Linked DNA regions of Rattus norvegicus: region 2 is linked to region 1. Evidence: chromatin contacts called from public Hi-C data. All regions are on one chromosome and are shown on one strand. Each heading gives the region's core, a stretch centred on a gene start, on an enhancer-like site or on the middle of the called end of the contact. The rest is flanking DNA. Distances are from core to core; before and after follow the strand shown.

What was found. A called contact is a pair of places that touch in the nucleus more often than the background predicts.
Region 2: a contact with region 1 is called in a Hi-C map of frontal cortex, with 1.9 times the contacts expected there. The contact joins the promoter of Gspt2 here to the promoter of Maged1 in region 1. A contact is called at or near these places in 1 of 12 Hi-C or Micro-C datasets (frontal cortex) and 1 of 1 datasets of contacts at active chromatin or transcription factors (oligodendrocytes).

The regions. Positions count from the first base shown.
Region 1 is chrX:63,421,307-63,424,482 of GRCr8, reverse strand. It overlaps Maged1 (MAGE family member D1), which reads left to right and starts at 1,498. Exons shown (of 13, transcript NM_053409.2): 1 at 1,498-1,598; 2 at 2,154-2,227; 3 at 2,925-3,176. The coding sequence starts at 2,183.
Region 2 is chrX:63,580,999-63,584,174 of GRCr8, reverse strand. Gspt2 (G1 to S phase transition 2) reads right to left here and starts at 1,430. Exons shown (of 1, transcript NM_001109319.1): 1 at 1-1,430. The coding sequence starts at 1,210.

The DNA.
Region 1 (3,176 bases), core at 249-2,748:
TGCCTGGGGTTTCGGGAACGTATGGGTTTGGTTTGAGTCACCACATCTGTATGCCATTTTTCTGCGTTTGTTTCTCCAGCCATGTTGGCACAGCAGACTGTGTGTCCTTGGACACGACTCTCTTCCTGGGATTCCTATTTTGTGTAGTGAGTAAATTAGGCTCAGAGAGGTCCACTAAAGTGACCATGTCTCAGGGGCTCACACAGCCAGAGACAGATAGGCCAGACACTCATCTTGGAATTCTAAAGCCAAGCCCAGCTTCATTCCGCAAGAACAGGGCAGACACACCTGACTACCCTGGCTGCTCCAGCAGGCACCAAAAAAGCCCGCCGTCTCACTCCTGGAGACTGCCTGCCAAGAGGAGCACAGAGTGAACCTGAAGGGTTCCCACATACACCAGGCCTCCTAGAACACAAGCCTCATTCCCTTGGAACAAATATTGGGGAGAGGAAAGCTTGTTATTCCAATAGAGGATTAAGGAATGCCTCTATTCTCAGAGCAGATTTTCAGTCAGGATCATCCAGGCCCCACATGGATGTTTGTTTGTCTTTTAGATAAAGTCTCAGAGTTGCAAAGCTGGCCTAGAACTCGGTCTCCGGAGTGCTGGGATTACCAGTGTGTTTAAGCAAATATTGTCTTTTCTGTTTGTTACTAGCTCAATGCCCTGGTCCATACAGCGGGTTTACGTTTTAGCTACCTGACGTGTTAAATGAGAATGTTGACCTCCATCCATCTCCTGAGGCTGCCTGTGAGAAAACCAAGCTCCAGGACAGAGCCCACTGCCCTACGCCCTTCCCTCACCTCTCGGACCCACCCCTCACGAAATATTTCTTTGGCAAAAACTGCAAAAAGGGCGAGAGAAACGCTAATTTTCTGAGTCTCGTGAGAGGAAACCTATAGAATCCCCAGGCTGACCCTTGCCCTGGTAGCTCTGTCACGTTTTGTTTTTGTTTTTTTTTTTTTTTTTGCCCCTGCCTTTAAGGTTTCTGCATTGCAAAGTGCGTGAACTCAGCAGAGGCCTAGTTTGTGTCGAAATAAGAGACCCCCCGCAGAGGCCTACCTAAGAGGCTCTAAGCAAGTGGGTGGGAGGTAGTTGCGGACCTGGCTAGAGAGAGTTCGGGAAAAAGGGCGGGACTGAGAAGAGACGCATTGCGGATAAAGGTAGGGGGCTGGTGTGTTGGGCAAGGGGGTGGGACCAAAAGGCGCTGCGCATCTGTTGAAGGAGTGGATGCGTAAGGAGAAGGGGAGGAGGAACCTTTGTACACTGTCAACCTGGTTGGCGGTGGGATAGTGTGCTGGCAAAGAGGCGGGATCTCCTCCAAGTGCACATGCGCGACAAGGTCTCCAGGATGAAGCTTTTGTTGGGAAAGCAAGCGGGACTCTTATTTGGACAGTGATCTGTTGCGCATGCGCGGGGCTTCCTGAGGCGGTGGGTGGTATATTAGGCGAAGAGGCGGGGTCGCCCGAGCTGCCGCGCTGGCATTTTCTCCTGGACAAGGAGAGAGTGCGGGTGCAGAGAGCGGAGCAGAGCAGTCCCGATCCTCTGAGTCGTGAAGAAGGAAGCAACGAAGGGGGTTGGGGTTGGGGCCTGAGGCAAGGTGAGACCCGCCCCCGGACTGGGCATCTGCCCCCCTGGTGTGGCGCCCTTCCCCCATTCTTTTATCCCAATCCCCTTTCCCTGAATTCAGAAACCCCCTCCTCTGCCTTACCCCGGACTTACACCTCGCTCCCGACCCTTTCTAATTCGAACTCCCGTTCATTCCCTGAATCTTTATCCAATTCCTTCACTGAATCCTATTTCCCGACCTTGATCCGTTATACGATTCCTCTAGATTCAAAGCCTTAATTCAACTTTACAGACGCGAACCTCTCCCCGCTAACCGCCCCCCCCCCCGCCCCTGTAAACTACCGCATTCAGAGCGCTTATCTGATTCCAAACCGCGGATTTGAAGCTTTTACCTGTCAGCTTCTGGAAATTTTAGATTGTCTATCGGGACGACCATTTACTTTTCCCGCTTCAGTTAGGCCTGTTTCTCCCCGTACCCAGCACCTCACCCGCCCCCATAATCAAACCACACGCGCACACACAATTCGGTCCTACGTATTTTCCTTCTGTAGTATAATGCCTAGTTCCTCTCCCACACCCCCCTCAGGCTCTGCTCTTGCCAGAGAGACAAGAGCTATGGCTCAGAAACCGGACGGCGGTGCAGGCCTCCGCGGCTTCCAGGTGAGAACCCCGCTCCCAATTCCTCCATTTTCCTTGCTGACAGATTACGCCCACCCCTGGCCCCTCAGGTCGCGCAAATGGCAGGATCTGATTTTGCCCTTCTTCCGGCCTAGACTCCGCGGGCTCTCAAATTTCTAGCGTTTATCGAATAGGGGGGAGGGGCGGCCCTTTTCAGCCATCGGTCCCTGCTTAGAGAAAGGGGAGACCCTGTTAGTCAGGGCATTCTGCCCAGAGAATGCGGGTTGGGTAAGGAACCATTTTTTTTCCATAACCCTGACGCGTGTAGAGCAGTCTGTCGCCCCATCCCCCAACCTCTCGCCTCCACCCTCCCTTTCTCCACGCCGCGAGACTCCCCCTCCACCCTCCTCTGTTTATCCTCCTCAATTCCTCCGTCCTCAGGTCTTGAGCTCCCCACGGCAAGCCTCACGAGTCTGTCTCTAAACCCATTCGGGGTTCAGTGCTTGCACCACATTCCGCACCAGCCCCTGCTGCCTCCGACTGTCCCTCACCTTGCCCTGCCCCCTCTACCTTTAATTAAATTTTGTTCCCGCCCCGCCTCCCTTTGACCCGCCTCTGCCCCCATGTCTGAGTACTGTAACGCCTGTCTACAGTTCCCCTGCTGCGTTGCGCCGTGCCCCTCCTTCAGGTCTGGCTTGTAAGGCCCAGAGATTAAAATTTCCCCCTCCTGTATTTGCAGGCAGAGGCCTCTGTAGAAGACAGCGCCTTGCTTGTGCAGACCTTGATGGAAGCCATCCAGATCTCCGAGGCTCCGCCCACCAGCCAGGCCACAGCAGCTGCCAGTGGGCCGAATGCTAGTCCCCAGAGTTCACAGCCCCCAACTGCCAATGAGAAGGCTGATACTGAGGTTTCAGCAGCTGCTGCCAGGCCTAAGACAGGCTTTAAGGCCCAGAATACCACCACAAAGGGGCCAAATGATTACTCTCAGGCA
Region 2 (3,176 bases), core at 181-2,680, 160 kb before region 1:
CTTTAATATTTGCTCCAGTCAGTCCTGAGCAGGGCATAAAGTGAATGTCCTTTTTTGGACTGAATCCAACTTTTTTCAAAAAGGGCACCAGTTTCTCTTTACATTCTTCGTATCGCTCACTGCTCCAATCTACTGTGGGATCATCCATCTTATTAATCAGCACTATTAAGTATTTCACCCCTGCTGTTTTGGCCAACATTGCATGCTCTCTTGTCTGTCCACCTTTTTCAAACCCAGTTTCAAATTCTCCTTTCCTGGCAGAGATGACCAGCACGGCTAAATCAGCTTGAGAAGCACCACCAATCATATTTGGGACAAAACTCTTGTGGCCAGGGGCATCTAAGATTGTGAAATGTTTCTTTTCTGTTTCAAAATATGCACGGCCCACTTCCACTGTTTTACCCTTGTCTCGTTCTTCCTGGTTTGTATCTAAGGCCCAGGACAAGTACCAGGTCTCTCTATTCTTCTCCTTAGCTTCTCGTTCGTATTTCTCAAGTGTCCTTCTGTCAACCATTCCTGTCAAAAACATTATCTGTCCTCCAATGGTTGACTTGCCGGCATCTACATGCCCAATGAACACCACATTTACGTGTTCTTTCTTAGGAGCACCTGATGGTCTGACCACAGATTTTGATTTCCTTATTTCCTCTTTCTCCTCCATCACTTCCTTGCCACTCTCTTCTGGGGGCCCTACATCTCCCAAAGAACCCTCAGGCGCTGCTTCACTTACTTCTTTAAGCTCCCACGATTCTTCCAGGGCCATCTCCACCTCTCCATTTTCTACAACAGGTTCTGAAAGTTCCATGGTAACAGCTGAATTGGAACCCTCCCACGACACTAAAGGTCCATCTTTGGAAGGTTCCACAGGTGCTCCCCATTCCATCCTTTTACCTTGAGGCTCCGCGGCGCCACCGATGCAGGTTTCGTCGCAGCTGGAGGCTGTGGGGGCGGGCAGCTGGGCCGATCCGGGCAGGAAGGACGGCACGAACTCCGCTGCGCTTACGCTAGGCACGAAAGGTTTGGCGTTGATGTTGAGCTGACTGCTGAAGGCCAAGCTGAGATGCCTGCGCTGGGCCTCGGCTTCCGCGGCCTCAGCCGCTGCCGTGGCTGCGGGGGCGATTTCATCCCCGCTCGGAGCCGAACCCGGGGCTTCCATGTCCACCTGATCCCAGCAGTCGGGAGCCGAGTCGCTGCTGCTGCCGAGATCCATGGTGTGAGCAGCCGGGGTGCGGCGGAGAAGGAGCGAGGTAGGCAGGTCAGAAGGAGAGGGTTCTACCGGTGGTAGTAAGGCAGGAACGGCCACGGACCACGGGCGAGCGACGCGAACCTTAGCAGCGCGAAGGCAGCTAAGCGCAGATGCTGCATTCACAGCTGCGGCGGCGGCAGATATGGCCGCTCAAGGCTCAGCTCCAGTGTGTGAGCGAATCTCCACCCCCAAATCCCAATCACTTCCGACTCCTCCACCCCTGACCCAACGCCTGTGGTGAATTGACCCCTCATTGCCACCCGTAGGTTTGTCCTCGTTAGTTCTCAGTCAGAGGCTGAGTCTCGAAGTACATTTTTTAAAAACGAGATTTTCTATTTATTTTGGTTTACACGATCTGGGAGAATAATTTGACCACGTCCCAATGATTAAGCCTTAGATACACCTGACTTAAAATTCTAAAATCTTCACATCAAATGAAAACTCCTATTCAACAAATGGAGACAAAATGAGCAACATGGGGGTGGCGGTGTCAATAACCCTTAGACGGGGATTTATAAAATGTATAAAGATAGTAATTACAACTTTAAATCACTTATTAATTTGAAATCCAGAGGCTTTTTGTTCCCATTGGAGCTCCATCAGCTCCCATTTTAAGGATGGGGTTAATTATCTTTGTAGATTTCCAAGGAAAGAAAATTTTCAACATTGTTCTAATCATTTTATATGCAAGTACCTGGACCGTAGCAGGCAGGCCATTCTCTGGACTAAGGCCACTTGTACTTTTCCAACCCTCTGTATTCTGAGTGTACCTGCCCTATATGCCAGGCCTTCTCCAAGAATCCCAGGCCATGACCTTTCAGCTTCATTCTGAGAGCCTGAAACCAGAACTGGGGTTGCAATGAGAATCAATGATCGTAGTAAGAAGAAACTGATCGTAAGCTCAATTAAAGCCACTATGACCTCTAAAGTGGAGAAAATCCTTTACAGTTCTAATCAATAGACTGTCACCCTCAGAAAAGGTTGATGTTTTATCTAAATCCTGGACGACCTTGTTTGTAAATTATCCTATAGCAATCAGAGAGGGGGAATCTAGGGATAATCCAATTTACTTTTCCCAAGTGGAGTTGTAGACATTTATTTTAAATCAACCCAATAGCAAAGTAAAACAGTATAAAACCAAGTGAATGACTGGTAAGTAGATTGCTGTGCTCTCCATACCTTCTGAGACTATCAGGGCCCTTGGTAGTGCTCCACTTGGAGCTGCCACAGCCATGTGCTGCTTATACCCTAGCCTTTACATAGCACCTTGTTCTTTTTCCTTGGTAATGGCTTATTTATTTATTTTATTGTGCAATAAAGGGGAAATGATAGGAAAAACCGAGAGGTAAAATGTAAAGGTAGACTTCTGGGCTGCACCCCACACATGCACTTGCACATTTTGTGAACACGGGACAGGTTTCTTTAAATGGGTTTAGTAGAATCTGTCAAGGTTTAAGGGGCTGCTGTATCATAAAGTAATTTATTCAAATAAATAGGACAGATTTAGATCTTTTCCTTCTTTTAAGTCAACTGAATTAGCCATAAAAATATTATCATGTTTGCTGCTCCGGGTGTCTCTTTCAGAGAGCAGAGAGTTTTGCTTTAAAATGGAAAGGAGAAATGGTGGATTGGTGTCCTTACAGTCTGTCATTCGTAGGATCCAGAAAGAGGCAAGAGACAGGACAAAGAAAGAGACTTAGCTGCTGTTTTATTTAGGAAAAGTTTAGTTTCCTTATTAATTTATCTTACATGGATAAGTTACAGGATTTTATTTAGTTTCCAATTTTTTAGGGATTTTATATAATCATTCTATATGGATTTCTGATTGAAATGCATTGTTGCCTGAGAAAATATGCATTCAATTTCAGGCCTTGAAATTTCACTCCTTGTAATATGGTTTATATCAGTAAACACTCCATGTGTATTTGAG